Linked DNA regions of Sus scrofa: region 2 is linked to region 1. Evidence: chromatin contacts called from public Hi-C data. All regions are on one chromosome and are shown on one strand. The core of a region is the stretch at or near the end of the contact, and the rest is flanking DNA. Distances in the headings are between cores, read along the strand shown. Region 1 has its middle 76 kb from the start of ARHGAP29. Region 2 overlaps ABCA4 (retinal-specific ATP-binding cassette transporter).

The links. Hi-C and Micro-C count contacts between places; a contact is called where the count stands out from the background.
Region 2: a contact with region 1 is called in a Hi-C map of embryonic fibroblasts, with 3 times the contacts expected there. A contact is called at or near these places in 1 of 5 promoter capture datasets (fetal liver), 25 of 47 Hi-C or Micro-C datasets (adipocytes, adipose tissue, alveolar macrophages and 17 more) and 2 of 2 datasets of targeted methods (alveolar macrophages and skeletal muscle).

The regions. Positions count from the first base shown.
Region 1 is chr4:123,004,750-123,007,941 of Sscrofa11.1, forward strand. No RefSeq gene overlaps it. Among named protein-coding and RNA genes, the nearest start is that of ARHGAP29, 76 kb to the right of the region's middle.
Region 2 is chr4:123,281,739-123,284,930 of Sscrofa11.1, forward strand. ABCA4 (retinal-specific ATP-binding cassette transporter) reads left to right here. Exons shown (of 51, transcript XM_021090184.1): 19 at 668-842; 20 at 2,414-2,545. Among named protein-coding and RNA genes, the nearest start is that of ABCA4, 81 kb to the left of the region's middle.

The sequences.
Region 1 (3,192 bases), core at 267-2,766:
ACCCTGATAACTTCACACTTTAAATTCTTCAGCTGCTCTTGAGTTGAGAGGTAAACGCTAGCAATTCTCTGCTTCCTCCCTGCTCCATTTCCAGAAACGTGTTAGACTTACTTGGCTTTGATTTCCCCAAGTGTTCTGTCTTTCCAAGAAGCCATCCAAACACTGCATTAAGGCAGCACTAATCTCTGCAGCTTTTCCTCCCACCCAGGGGTTGTCTCTTCTTGAGTCATCGTAATTTATTGGCGGGAATTCCTAATTGCCCTTAATTTATCACTCTTCCGACACTGTTTCCATTTCTGATACATTTTTGCTGGCCTCATGAAGGCAGGACAAAAAACTAAACTGAAACAAACTAAAGTAAAACCTAGGTCAATGTTCCCCAGTTCCTGGATGTTCCCCTCGCCCAGGACCACTGCAAGGCAGTTAAACAATCTTTTATTCTTGTGGCTCTTTCTGAGGCTGCCCTTCCATCACCAGCTACTTTAGATTTTCTCCGTTCACTTTTACATCCTCTTTGTATTGTTTCAAAGCGCCTCTCCCTGGTATTTTTTTTAATCTTCTTTTTAAGTGTGCTGGTTTTATAAAGCAAGAGGCTTCTGTTCTTTTCCATGGTAACTTTTGGCTATTCTCATGCGATCCTTCCTTATTTATTAGTTTGAGCAGTTAATTCATTTCCTGGACACAGAGGATTTTCAAGAATCCTTAATTTGCCTTATTGTCCACTCTGCCCCCTCAATCAACCCTTTGTAATAGTAGCTGGTTCTTCTAATTCTATTTAGCATCCGCGTCTTCTTCCTAACCAACTCCCTGCCCTCGTCTCAAGAACTCCAGCTGCTGCGTTCATCCCTATGTGCCTTTCTCCCAGGATTTTAACATCTTGGTTGACTGGGGTCGCCCTTTCTCTTAGCTTTCTGCCAATCAACTTTTAGAAATGACGCAAAAAACAGTTTTATTTTGGGCCCATGGTCTTTTTTTTGGGGGGGGGCAATAATCATGTGTGGCAAACATACCAATTTAAAGAATAAGCAAATTCTTATTGTCATAAAACAATTGTACTTTCTCCCCACCGCCTCCCACTAGTTAAAGAATCTTCCATCCCATTAGTTTTAAACACTGATATCATCCTGATGTTAGTTGCAAACCCTTTCACATGTTTTCTTTGAAAAGGGGATCTCATGAACACACACTTTTTTCTTGGTCTTAAACCGTCTACGCTCGCTGATACTTGTGCTCTAGATGTTTCCGGTGGCTTCTGGTGGGACTACTTTGCTCACCCATCCAAGCTTCAATTGTTGCCCTTTCTCTGAGATAGTCATGAAGAGTTTCCCATCTGGAATTTGCAGTGTTCATGAAGCAATCTCAAAGAACCGCGTGAAGAGAGAGCTGCCGGCAAGTTTGACACTTCGAGGTAGAAAAGGGGTTAAGTTAGGAGCCACAGCAACCAAACAATAAGGCCCTGACAGAACCCGAAGGAAAGCCAGCATTCCTAAGGCCTCGCTGGCCTCCTCAGGCCCCCACCCCGCCAGGCCTCTTTTGTTGCTGGCTCGTTTCCTCCGATTGTAATTCATTCTGTATTCCTTCCTGCTCCTCTGTCCTGGCTAATTGTTCTTTTCCCACACGACGAGGTTTTAATTTCCTTGGGTTATCGCCTTATCACCCACGTCTACACTTCCTCCACTTCTTCGGACCTGCCGCCGCTCACCAGTGACTTTGAGGGACCCCGGCACCGCGGCCTGGCTGTTCCTTGGTTTGCCCATCGCCGAAATGGGAGCATCACCCCTCCCTGTCCCTCCAGGGCAGCTGCACTGAGATCCAGCCCTTCTGGGACAGGCTTACCCCAAACACACCGGGGACAGGCCGAGGTCCGGGACAGTTTAATGACCCTTCCAATTAGTTTCACTGGCAAAGCTGGAAGCTGCAAGCAAGCCTAAGTCATTTGTGGTTGTTATTGTTGTTGTTTGTCCTTATTTTTAGTTTTGTGAGGCAATCCAGCAATAACAGATTTTAATGATGGGGCGCAGTCCCTGACCAGATTAATTTTCTCTGGGCTCGAAAACTCTGGGTGGCCTTTTGAGCAAATGCACCCTCTCTTTTCTTTCGGGGAAAAAAGAATCCTTTCCCCCATCATGACGTGGTGGTGTTCTAGGAACTCCATCGCGCTGCACAGACCCAGTAACCAAGTTTCTTTGCAGAGGGTTAAGAGGGAAATCTTAATTTTGGAAAACTACAAGCCCTGTTTTCTAAAAGCCTCCTGCCAGGATTCCATCGGAGCAGTGGGGCGCCCAGCAGCACATGGGGGGGTCACTGATCCTGGGCATACAGATGGGGTACAGGCACTGCTGTCCGGTTTGGGTGTTTTTGCTCTTGCAGATCTGATCCTTCTTTCTCCTCGGGGTGCCCAGGGTTGGGGCTGGGGCGGGAGGGGAGTGATCAGTCCTCGGACTGACTGAGGGAGGAGGCGGAGTGTAGGCCTTTGTTTTAAGACCACGGTTCTGATTACACCTGACGACTGAAACTTGATTCCCACAGAGCAGGCTGCACCTTATCTTCTTCCCCCAGTGACGGTGAGGGCAGGAATGCAGCAGGCATTGTCACTTTGATTCCATTTGTCTACTGCTGACGATGATAACAAAAATAAAAGTTCATTTTTTAAAATCGAAATTTGCTCCAGGGGGAGTTCTCCCATCTGCCTTTTTTTTTTTTTTAAATATTGGGCAACATAGTGAGTTCTCATCTCAAGGCTGAATCTGCTGGCTGAGATTCTCCTGGTTCAAGTATAATCACATTTAATAAAAAGTCTGTCTGCCTGAGAAAAAGACCCACATAGCCTGAGCTGTGGCCACGATTCTGTGGTATTTGGACTCATGTCTGTAAAAATATTTGGACACCAGATGGTGGGTTGTTAGGTGCATTCATCCCAAACCAAAAGTTTAAAAAAAAAAAAAATGCACACACACAAAACATGGGGAGGAGGGGAAAGTCATCACTAGTTTTTTTCCCAGTCGTGTTGCATGAGTAATGGTAAAAGCAACAGCTAAAACAATAAGATTACTGTGTTGAATTCTTAGTGCGTTGTCAGGAATAAAGACTTCAAGCCGTGCTGGAAATATTTTCTCCCTCTGAATAACGCATACCTTAAGCACAACTCACTTGGACAGCTTACCGAGGGAACATATTTTCTAAAAAACAAAA
Region 2 (3,192 bases), core at 258-2,757, 280 kb after region 1:
TGCGGGAGTAGAGTAGCGGAGGGACAGTTTGAGGGACATGAGGGGGAAGCGTGGACTGTCCTCCCCAGTTAACGGGCGAAACTCTGGAGCTCCGAGGAGCGAGCCGTCACCGTCAAAGAGGTTTAGGCCAAGGTGGCTCAGAGAAAGGCAGCTCTGAGAGTGGGCATGGGAGAGTCTGAAGGAAACTACTGCTTGGGGAGGACGATGAGAAACCTGAGCTGTTACAAGAAATCCACCAGGAAAGGCCCAGCAGCCTCAGACAGGAGGGCCTGGGACTGAAGGCTGAGCTTCGGGCTGACCCCACACAGACAGGGCGCGCTCTGGGTTGGCATGAATCCCAGCGCTGCCACTCAGAAGCCACGTGACCTTGACTGGCCTCTTGAAGCCTCGGTCTTCAGTTTCCTCATCTGTAGAACTGGGCATAGGGCTGTCTAGTTCCCTAGGGCTGTTTTAAGGGTGAAATGAGGAAATCCATACAAAGCACTTGAAGCAATGCCTGGCTGAGTAACTGCTCAGTAAATGGCAGCCGTGATTATCCGCATCATTCTGCAGTCTTTCTGACAAAGACCTAGGGCCGTGGGGGCCCAAGACAGTAGGCTGAAGAAAGAACCTTGGGGATGTGTTCATTAAAACGGTGTATTTACACCATGTCCGTTTTTCCAACAAGAGTGCTTCTTCGAACGCGAGCTCCCGGGCTTGGTCCCCGGCGTGTGCGTGAAGAATCTGGTAAAGACTTTTGAGCCCTATGGCCGGCCGGCCGTGGACCGCCTGAACATCACCTTCTACGAAAACCAGATCACCGCCTTCCTCGGCCACAACGGAGCGGGGAAAACTACCACCTTGTGAGTGAGTCTCTTGTTTTCTGGCTCCATCCTTCCTCTGAGCGCCGCCGTCTCCTCTGTCGCACTGCCTCTCGGTGATGAAAATGCGCTCGACGTCTGGGCGCCAGGAGAGTGTAAGGCTCACCGCAGTTTTCAGCGTTTACAGGCACCTTTGCTTTTCTTTGATGGTCACATGAAGTTGAAGCGGGAGGTGGCGTCGCAGGGTTATCGCCCCCTTTGTGTGCCAGGGGAGTGGACATCCAGAGAGCTGAAGTGACTTTCCCAAGGTCACCAAGTTGGAATGGTTCTGCGGGGACAAGAGCCAGGTCCTCCCGCAATTGTCTCTGGTCTCTGATGCCAGCCCCACTCCCGCCTTTTCAGCCCTGCCGTCGTGGTGGTGGTCAAGCCGTGGCCACACCATCCCATGCCTCCAGCTACAGAGCACTCCTTACCTTCAAAGAGCGCTGCTTTTCGCACCCAGAAGGCTCGGTAGTAGTTCTGGAGGAGGTTAAGGGATGCAGTCTCCAGAGGGGCTGTGGGGGAGACCTCAGCCCCAGAAGCCCCTCTGCTTTTAGAAGGGGCCGAGCGCCATCTGCTGGAAGGAAACGTGACAGCCAAGGTTTCCCAAGCCGCAGCTGGGGGGCCCCCTCGAGGGTCAGGGAACCCACGTGAACGCCTCTTACAGAGCCCCAGGAAGGAACAGCGGTGTCCACCCTGCACTGGAATGTTCTCTGAGTGGAATGTGGGGCTGGGCCATTACACTTGCTTCTGTTTCCCTCTAGTGGTTGATCAGCAGACAAGTTCAGAGGGCCTGCGAGGGTGTCTGACCTCGGGCCAGACTGGGAGGGGCAGCCGCCACCCAGCTAATTTCTCTCCTTGTCACCTAACACGGTCAGAGAGCCCGACGCCCCATTCAGGACCCCGAGGCAGACACATTGCTTCATGACCGTGAAATGCAGTGTTGCTGGGGCTGAAACACAATGTTTCATAAACGTAGCATGATGGTGTTGAGTTGTTCTTCCTGCGGGCACAGTTCTCTGTGCCTTGTACGTATTAGCCCTGTTTAACCCTCACAACCACCCCATGAGGTGAGAGTCACATTCTCATTTTACCAGAAAAACGTGGTGGGAACCCCCAGGTCTAGCCTCAATCTGTTAATCTACAAATACACCCTGGACGCCTGGGCTTCTCACCAAGGCCTTGCCCTCTGACGTGGTGACACCAGACAAAACCCGTGTCTGACTGCCTTTGCCGGAGCCCCTGCAGCCCTGGGAGCAGTGACGGCTGAGCGGGGGAGGGATCTCCGGAGCAAGCGAGCCTTGGGCAGCCGGGAATCCTGCCTGCGAGCACTAGGAATAAGTGAGGCAGAGAAGAAGGGTGGATGTGGTCACGGCCTAAGGGCCTGGATGCGCACACAGGGGCTGAGTCCCACGGGTGCCAAGTCCCACGCGGGCCGGTCGGTTCCTGAAGCTCGGGATGGTCTGGCTCACTGAGGGGCATGGGCGGGCATCACTGAGGGCCCTCACCCACCCTGGGGTGGAGGCTGCTATCCCAAGGCCATCCTTTCCGTCACTGACTCCTGCATGTGGCAGGTCCATCATGACAGGTCTGTTGCCACCGACATCCGGGACCGTGCTCGTTGGGGGAAAGGACATCGAAACCAGCCTGGATGCCATCCGGCAGAGCCTGGGCTTGTGTCCACAGCACAACATCCTGTTCCACCAGTAAGTGGGGTGGGAGTGAGACCCGCCCTATGCCCTGCCCTCACCCTGCCCCCAGCAGCAGGTGCTCCAGGGCCCAGCTTAGGGACGCCCGCTCTGGGGGCAGGAGGCGACACTCTTCTTTGTTGTCCCCCACATTCAAGGTCCCCTATCCTGCTTGTGGTGAAAATGTCCCTTAGAACACGGGACTGTGCCTCCGGGGCTCTTCCTGCTCACAAGAGCGATGCTGCCATCTCTGCGTCGGGGAGGCGGGTCCCGGGTCCCTTGCTCCGTCTTGCCCAGAAGTCTGGTCCCTCTCAGGATCAGAGAGGAGACATCACGCACTGACTTTTAGGAAGCTTTTCAGTGGCTCTTTTCCAAAATGCGTTTCTTATCTAAAAGGAAGGAGGGAAGAAAGGAAGGAAATATAGATTACAGCAACAACAGAGTCGCCTCTAATTTCACCCCCCAGAGAGAACCACTGTTATGTGTAATTTTTCAGACCTTTCTGTTACGCATGTGTAGATGTACATACATCTTTAAAATGTAAACTCTGTGTATATGCTGTATGTACCCTGCTATTTTTTTAAGCGTGATGGCTTTTTTTAACCTACGATATCATGAACACCTTTTCATGCTATTACATTTTCTTCTACAAAGTACGTGTTGAT